2 separate regions of the Mus musculus genome follow, and region 1 is linked to region 2. The links are chromatin contacts, called in public promoter capture Hi-C maps. All regions are on one chromosome and are shown on one strand. The core of a region is the stretch at or near the end of the contact, and the rest is flanking DNA. Distances in the headings are between cores, read along the strand shown.

Region 1 (4,529 bases), core at 1,924-4,423, 3.6 Mb before region 2:
CCTTACCCTATAGAGAGAGGCCTCATGAACTGCAGGAGCCAAAGACTCCAGGCAGCAGCGGCAACAGCATTCTCCTTGATGGCTTTCTCTTGCCTTTCCCCCAGCTCCGCCAGATGCTCCAGGGGAAGAAGGGGAATGCGGTACACCGAGCCAGACCCGGTGTGCCTTGGGGTTGTGGTGGTGGTGGCACCCCAGGTCTTTAAGGGGGCACCCAGACGTCCCTTAACGAGGCCCGGATCAGCTTTGTAGCTCTCTGGAACTGAAGGATTGGGACCACCTTTCCCTCCGGCCTCAAGCCCCCTCCCCTCCCCCACCACCCGCCAAGGGAAGAGGAAGCCCGGCCTGCATTTGCGAGCAAGGCGGGTCAGACCGGCGCCTGTCCTGGCCCAGACCCCCGGAGTCCAGCTCTCCGCCTCAGGCCACGCGCCGCAGCCTCTCCGGACTCGATCCCTTCCCCCTTCTTCCCGGTGGGTCTCGGAGCCGACCTCGGCCCTCCCTCTCCGGTATCCCCCTCCTCTCTTTTTCCCTCCCCCTCCCCTGCTCTGTGTTTCTGACTCTGGGGCCGGCCCGTGACGTCAAACCCAGTGTGGCGTCGGCGAGACTGGCCGGCGCGGGCCATCAAAAGAGCAACGTCCTCTTTCCCAATTACCCACTGTCAGTCCGGGAACAGGGGCGGACCGGCTGGGAATTACATGTTAAATACCCCCTACAGGCTGGATCCAGTGCCCGGGGCGCCTAGCCTCAGGCCCCCTACCCCTCTCTGCCAACCCTAAACTACCTCAGACCTGGAGGGGCCTATTAGATATTTTGTTTTTCCAAGGGAGGGGAGTGTCTTTGCATCCAGTCTAGCTCCTCTGGTGATTGAATTAAGACGAATAATCCTCTCCATCCCCACTACTACATCTATTAGAGAGGCGCCCCTACTAGGGAAGCCATCCTTTTCAGAAGTATATTCTTTTTCAGTCTTTAAAAATACGTTCTAAGCCGTATAGACTAACATGTTCAGTTCTTGGCGTCAGCAGCTTTCTTTCTTGTCTCCAGAAGGATTTCTTTTGCGCATTAAAAAAATTATTATTATTATCATCTACATCTCGGTGCCCGGGACCAAAGAGATATGCTTACTCGAGACTTTTCTCGAAGCTGTGAACTAGGGACTGGCTGACTGATGCCTTATACAACTCATGAGTGATACAGCAATAGTATTTTTCCCTTTTAAACTCTCATTCTAGATCTTAATCCCGGGCCTTTTAGCAAAAATGTGTGTGCGGTCTTCTCTGCTTGTTTATGGAATGGTTTCCGGTGAATGTTAGACAGCAACTAAATAATTAAAAGGTTTTGAGAGCGCCGTGAGCTGGAAGAGATGCTGGCAGCTTGATTGGCCCAGGAGAGATGGGTTGGTCAAAGAGTGAAAGTAAAAAAATCGATATTCTAAGACTGGGCCGCCCTCATAAACGTGGGACCAAGGGGTGCAGGGTGAACTCAGAAGGGAGGGAAGACTCGTTTTTAAAAAAAAGGTATCTTCGTAATTTGTATTTAGAAATTCAGCCTTGATTTCAGTCAAAGATCAGATGTAAAAGGGGGGGGGGTGTCAGGAGAAGCTCCAAACCCAAGCCCGCAGGGCACATTTCTAAATAAATTTTGTCTTCTTCAAGGGTTGTATTGTAAAAAGAACGCACCTTCCCTCTCCCCGCACTCCACTGGCTTCAAGGTAGATATTGATGGCTTTTCTCCACAGTAGAATAGAAGAAGTTACTTGGAACTTTTAAGAAAGGGCTTGTCGGGAATCCAAGTTTTGAATAAGTGGGAAATATTATGGGGTAAAGAAATGAAGAGGGGATGACGCCTTCAGTTCCAGTAACCCTCTAAAGCCAAGCTCTCTGCCCTGGAGGGTGGAATGGGAACACCTCTTACACTGCCCTGGGGTGCACCCGAAGTCTCTTTCGGACCTTGCTCATCCGGGCAGTGTTTTCTGGACCCAGGCTGCAGAAACCTCAACGCCACTAGGGGATGCAGTGACTCAAAGGACGGAACAGGGCCGCAGAGGTTGGAGCCCGTGGGGCGGGGCGACTGCGGCCCGGTCGTGGTATCTCCCGATGATTGGTCCTTACAAATGGCCCCGCCCTCGTCCGCCCAGCCTCTCTACTGGGCGTCTTCCAGCCTCTCTCCTGTGTCAGCTTGCGGCCCTCCCACCAGACCCTGTCCCAGAGACCCAAAATGTCCAGGGAAGTTGCGGCTGGGTCCACCCCGGAGGTCAGGGTTGGATATTATAGAGGGGACCGTTTTCCTCGGGTGAAAGCAGAATAAAGTAGCACCCCGAGCTAGGCGAAGAGAAAAGTTAGGCTATCGCAGCAAAGATCAAGTTAGTTGTACACGGTACTTCGGGGACCAGTGAGCCTAGGTCTCGCTAAGCCAGCTTTTTATGCATCGCGTTGTCACTAAGGTCAAAAGCACACATTGATGATATCATTAGATCCGAAAAAGACAGCTGCAACAGCTGACGCTGTTCGTTCTGGAGAGGTTTGGGAAAGCAAGCAGAGACCATAACAATAACGCGGGCGTCCGAATCAAAGCCCAGGTCCTCCGCGCGATTCAGCAGCCTCCCGGAAAGCTGGTTCGGAGGCAAATCTTCAGTTACTTCGCCATGAAACTTTTCTAATCTGTTTTACATGCACATAGCCCCTAAGCTGATATAAACTGAAAAACGTTCTGGCTTGAATCCTAATTTAAAAGTTTGCTCATTTTTAAAAAAGTATCGAAAAGTCTGCTTATGGAAATTAGCTTTATGAATGGGGCAGCCGGGTTTCACTCGTACGGAATAATCTACTGAGCCCGAATGAATCGGCTTTGCTACATTTAAAGGGCCAGAGAGCGAATTCCCTCCTGCCTGTCCCCTCTGCCCCAAGCCCGGGCGGGCCTCGCCCACCCTGCCCGCGGCCCCTCTGCCCTAGGCGGCCCTTGGCGGCGCCCCTTTCCGGTCAGTAGAGGGGCGGGAGGAGGGGCGGCGGTGTGCCGGGGTGGGTGGGGGGGATGGGATGGGGGTGGAGGTGAAGTCCTGGAGCGGGTTTGGGTTGCAGTTTCCTTGTGCTGAGGATCGTGTCCCCTCCTGCCAGCGCCAGGCTCCTCCCCCTCGGCGCGGATGACACTAGAACCTCCTTAAGTTGCGTCGCGCCACAGCTGTCTGCGAACACTGAGCTGCCTGGCGCCGTCTTGATAGTTTCAGAAAGAATGCATTCCCTGTAAAAAAAAAATACTGAGAGAGGGAGAGGAGAAAGAGAGAGAGACTGAGAGAGCGAGACATAGAGAGCTACGCAATCTGACCGGGCAGGTCACACGCCTCCTCCTCCTCCTCTACGCTCCTTGCTACTCAGGTTGGTATTGTGACTTGTGACTTTTTTTTTTTTTTTAAGTTTGATATCACTCCCTCCTCTTGGAGGGACTGTTTGTGTGTGTGTGTTTGGGGGTTTGTTTGTTTGGTTTTTTGTAAACTAAAAGCTCAGCTTTCTCCTTTTGGAGGATTTGTAGTGGTTGGAAAGATCCTGGGGCCGGTGTCCTCCAGGGAGGACTTGTCCCCAAGTTTTAATTGCTTAGTCAGTCCTGGGCTCCTGCGAGCCTGGCTGTCGGAGGTGTGCTGCGGAGCTTGGCTTCTTTCCCTCCGGGTCTTCGCGTGCGTGTGCACGTCCCGGGTGAGTCGGCCCTGCAGGAAGCTTGCGAAGACCTAGTGCCCTCCAGAATTTCAGGTGTTAAAAGTTCTTACACCTCATTCAGGTCTCTCTTTCTCTCCCTTGCAGGTGATCGGAAGAGCAACCGTCTCTGAGCGCCAAGGAATCAGTGTGCAGTGTGGTCACACTCGGATTCCTCTCTCCCTCCTTTTTTTTTTTTTTTTTTTGACCCCTTTATTCCTCCGTGTCTGCTTTTTTTTTGGGGGGGGGGATCGCCCTCATTCTTTTCTTTTTCTTCTTTCCCTTCCTTTCTTTTGCTAAACTATCCCGCAAAGATTTTTCTTTCCTCCCTAAACCCTCCTTTTTGCTCTCCTTTTCTATACCCTTAACTGCAAACAAACCATTAAACGACCCCTCTCCTGGGCCTCCGACGGCAGGAGTCCGCGGACCTCCCAGGCCGACAGCCCTCCCTCTACCCGCGAGGGTTCCGGGCCGGGCGAGAGGGCGCGAGCACAGCCGAGGACATGGAGGTGACTGCGGACCAGCCGCGCTGGGTGAGCCACCATCACCCCGCGGTCCTCAACGGTCAGCACCCAGACACGCACCACCCGGGCCTCGGCCATTCGTACATGGAAGCTCAGTATCCGCTGACGGAAGAGGTGGACGTACTTTTTAACATCGATGGTCAAGGCAACCACGTCCCGTCCTACTACGGAAACTCCGTCAGGGCTACGGTGCAGAGGTATCCTCCGACCCACCACGGTGAGTCCACCTTGGCGCTGGAACCTTTTGGATCCGCGTTTGTTTTCCTGGGTCCACGAGACCGCCAGAGACCCTGGCTGGGCAGAGCAAGCCAAAGCTCCTAAGTGT
Region 2 (4,415 bases), core at 584-3,083:
GTCCTTGCAATTAGGGCTCTGTGTCGTCGTCGTCCCGACCCCCCCCCCCCGCACAAGTTAATTAATACTGTTATTAGTATAATTTCCTTTTCCATTTTGATTTACAGCATAATGGCCTGGAGAGAGTACAAACTAAGGAGTGAACGAGACAGCATGCTTACAATTTCACCTATAAAATTATGACAAACTAGGAAATATTTTGTTAATTGTGGGGTCTTGGTGAGAAAAGCAGTGAGTCATTGTTTAAATGCCAGTTTACTGATTATTAAGGTGAGTTAAAGAAAGGGGAAATAATTTAAAACTCTGCCCTAGTTCCCACCACCACCGAGAAAACTTCCAGAGATTCAGTATGGGAGGGAATTGGTCACGAGTCATCTCAATCAACCGTACCGCGAAACTTTTCTGAGCTATGAAACAACTTGTCTCATAGATCTAATTACATAGGAATGGAAGAAGGGAAGGAAGGAAGGAAGGAAGGAAGGAAGGAAGGAAGGAAGGAAAGAAGGAAGGAAGGATCCACGACTAAACTGTTCCAGCAAGAATACTTTGAACACTGTCCCTACAACTTTTTCCATTCGTGTCGCAGTACTGCCCCAATTCACCGAGCCTTTCCATAAGGCACAACGCATATTAGTCTCCTTAAAAAGCATCTGGGGTAGGAGGAATGAGTGAACAGAAGAATCTACTAACGCAGCTTTATTCGAAAATGCCGTGATGTTAGCTAACACCTTGTACGCTAATTTTAAAAATAAAATTCAAAATATCTGTGGATAGCTGGAGAAATGGCTGGGCGGTTAAGAGCACTGACTGCTCTTCCGGAGGTCCTGAGTTCAAATTCCAACAACCACATTGGTGGCTCACAACCATCCGTACAGCTACAGTGTACGCATATAGATAAAATAAATAAATCTTTAAAAAAAAAAAAAGTATCTGTCGATTATACGGAGTGTGCCTAAAGAAGAGCCCAGAGATCTCGATGCTCAACATATATGAACGTCCCACCATGGAGTAAGACTTCTCTCATTCTCTGCATTAAAACACCTGCGAGCCACCGTGCTCATCCCCTATAGAAACGCCGCGCTCCCGGAGCCCCAAACTAGCCAGCAAAACTTTGCCGGGGCGCACGGATTTCCAGCTCCCTCCCGCCCGCCCATCCTCCCCGGGGCTGCTCCAAAGTTCTTGCGGCATCCCAGGCAATCGTCTCAGCGAACGAAGTTTGCCTGGGTCCTGCCCACTCGCGCTCCCGCAGGACGCAACTGAAACTTGCAAGGGAGACACGTCTCCCCGGGGACCGAAACTTGCACGCGGGGTGGGGGAGGAAGGCGGCCGGAGCGTTCCGCCTCCCCGGGGGTCTGCACGCAGCGCCGAGCCCTCTCGGCCCCCCGCCCGGCCGCTCCCGCGCGCGCGCCCGCCCGCCTGTCAATCACACCGCAGACCACCACCCCCACGCGCGAGCAACACGGCGCGCGGGGTCCACGGGAGCCGGCTCGGGCCAGGCCGCGCCGCCGCAGCGTGCCCTCTGCCCGGGGCCGGGAATGGCGGCGACCGGCTGCCCGGAGCCAGTTCCGACCTGGCCCCCTCGCCTTTAGACCCCGCCAGCCCCTGTAGCAGCGGCTGAAGAGAAAAGGAAGTTACCTCCAAGCGGTCCCGGCGGCGGCGGCGGCGGCCAGTCGCGGGAGGCCGAGAGGTCCGGCGCGGCGGCGGCGGCGGCTACCGCAGTGCCCTCCGCCCCATTGTTTCCCTTCCAGGAGGCTCCCGGCAAAGCCGAGCCCGGGAACCAGGAAGTTCCCCGGCGCGACACCTCCAGCCGCCGCCGCTATGGAAACGGCCCCCGCCTTCCCCAGGGCGGCTCTCCCGGGACCCCGCCTCCGCGCCGCCGGCCCCGCCCGCCTCACCGGCCGCCAACAGTCGCCGTTGCGGCCGCGGCCGCCGCCATCTTGGCGCGGGCGGACAGCCCCTGCCTTCCCGGCGGCACGTGCGCTGTTCCCGCGCTCCCGCCGGGCGCGCGCTCGATGGGCTGCGGGCGGAGGCCGACGGCCCGAGCCCCTCTGCATGAAGAGGGGGTCCGCCGACCCGGCGGCGCCCAGCGATCGCTCCAGAGCTACTCACGGGCTGGGACCAGTGCTGTGTCTGACACCTGAGGGCAGCCGGCAGAGCACGGCGCCTTTCGCGGATGAGGCCCGTCCGCTCGCCAGCCTTCAGACGTTGCCTACTGCACTTGGGTTTTTCTTGGACTCGGTATCCTCACCCGTGAAGTGAGAGGGAAACTGTACCTGCTTCGTGGAGTTGTTCCCCGCGCAAACAAATGCTTGGTAGTGTGTGCACAGTGAATCTGTCAACAGAGTGGCTCTGTTACTGACACAAGGTCACACAGTCAATTTCCAGGCATTTATGCCAAGAGTTCAGATCAGCACAACTTTAAGTAGGCTACTGTGTGCAAGCCTTTTGCTGCCTAAACAGTGTTCATTCCCTGGCCCATCTTTCTTTAGGTCAGCTTTTTCTGTGTCAAGAGTTTTAATCCCCACGGTCTTCCATTAAGAACTGATGTAAAAAGGGGATGATGTAAACTTCCCAACACTGTAATTTGCTGACGGTTAAATGATTTATTCACTAGAAGCAGCAAAGGTTTGGGTGTGCGAGTAGCTAAAAGGCTTCTGTCCTTGTTTCCAGGAACTAGAATTACTATAGCTGGCAACTGTGCACTGCGTTTACTCTTTCCCAGGCTGGTGAAACCTGACACTCACTGCAAACTGTGTTCCTTGAGGAATTGAGGAGAGGCAGAGTCCTGGCCCTTCCTGGGCTTGCAGACTTTAACACCTGTGACTCCTTGGGTCTTAGATGGCCTCTGAGGCCACTTCTGACTCTCAAATGCTGATTAACCAGTGAAACCCAGGGCCTTTTGGACAGACAGACAGACAGGCGCGCGCGCATCCCTTCATTCAGGTCTCCATTTAAACCAGGTTTGGAAACACTACTTTGGGTTTTGTTTTGTTTATTGATTTGTTTATTCTGGTATGTACAAATGGCACAGTTGGTTTGGTGAAAATCAGGTCAAAAGTTGGATGGTCATGGGAATTTTTTCAACACTCAAATATAAGGAATAGAATTCCAAAATTAGCAAGTCACCAAAGAGCTCTCCATTTGTGACAATGCCTACAGCTTCCAAGTCTTTGATGACAACACATGCACATACGCATGTACTTACATTGTGCTTTGAAGATTGCAGAAGTCCTCCAAAAGACACTTACTGAATTAAAGTATAACGTTTGAGTTACCGTCTCTCCGGATACCTTGGGAACCCCACAGAGGCTCAAGAGAATTCATCCAGAAATTTTACCACAAATACAAAAATATCAATGAGTTGGAGGGGCAATGCTGGACACAGCTTGCTTCACAAACTGAAGGAGAAGTTTCAGATGTGTGTGTGAAGTTTATATTAGTGTAATACTATATTCTAGACTTAACTGTCAGCACTGTCGGCCCAACTTCAGACTTAGCAGTCTGTACTATTATTCAGAAATATATTCAAGAATGAGGGTAGCTGAATTTCACTGAAAACCTACACAAATAGGAACACTTGAGTCTTGGGGTAGTCGTTTAGCAACCGCTGTCCTAAAAAAAAAAATGCATATTTAAGTTATGTCCGCCTTGTGATCCTATTCCCTCTAACATACGATAGATATCATACATGTGATTCCCCCTTCAACTGGGGGGAAAGTTCACTGTCAAAATCCCAGAGAAAATGAAAGGGGGAATAAACAGTTTGTATCTCCAATGAGAATATTCTGCAAATGCCAGCCATTTAGAACTTTCCGATCACATAACAGGAAGAGTGATGTTTGCATTTCGTTTTTAAAAGTTATGTTATACTCATGACAATACTTACAGAATATTGCCAAAGGTAAAAGTACATGTTTAAGTTTCCCACAAGACTCCATAATAACTAGGGTTAAGAGTATAATTTGCGGTGAGAACATGAAAATATAGAACATGGGGAAATTTTCAAAAGTAAACCATGCATCCTTAGCTTTCATCTTCAAAACTGCAGATCAAAGGCGCTGTTCCTAGAGTCTCCTGTAAACTGAGACCTTGCAATGTGGATCGATGGCTATGCAGTCCATTCAGGTTTGGGGAGTAGCAAAGTGGGTTGTGCCGTGGAGACTCTGGAAAGCCTCATGTGATTCATCTTACCCACTACAGTCATTTCTGAAATTCCCTAGGAGTGTTTTGTTGACTCAAAAAGTCAGTTCCAATATCACTGTATATAACTCATCATGATAAAAAGAAAGCAAGCATATCAGTGGATATCCATGGACCACATGTCAATGAAATCAGCCACATCCACATGGCTCATAGTTTTTCCTTAATAAAGTCCTTCAGATTAAAAGAGAAAGTATTGATGGCAGACCAGAAGA

What was found. Promoter capture Hi-C pulls out the DNA fragments that hold promoters and counts their contacts.
Region 1: a contact with region 2 is called in a promoter capture Hi-C map of pre-B cells. The contact joins the promoter of Gata3 here to the promoter of Usp6nl in region 2. A contact is called at or near these places in 2 of 39 promoter capture datasets (cranial neural crest and pre-B cells).

Annotation. Positions count from the first base shown.
Region 1 is chr2:9,877,244-9,881,772 of GRCm38.p6, reverse strand. It overlaps Gata3 (GATA binding protein 3), which reads left to right and starts at 3,173. Exons shown (of 6, transcript NM_008091.3): 1 at 3,173-3,368; 2 at 3,789-4,421. The coding sequence starts at 4,184. 4930412O13Rik (RIKEN cDNA 4930412O13 gene) reads right to left here and starts at 527. Exons shown (of 5, transcript NR_024257.1): 1 at 94-527; 2 at 1-7.
Region 2 is chr2:6,320,175-6,324,589 of GRCm38.p6, reverse strand. Usp6nl (USP6 N-terminal like) reads right to left here and starts at 1,833. Exons shown (of 15, transcript NM_001080548.1): 1 at 1,636-1,833. A230108P19Rik (RIKEN cDNA A230108P19 gene) reads right to left here. Exons shown (of 7, transcript NR_040333.1): 7 at 2,979-4,415.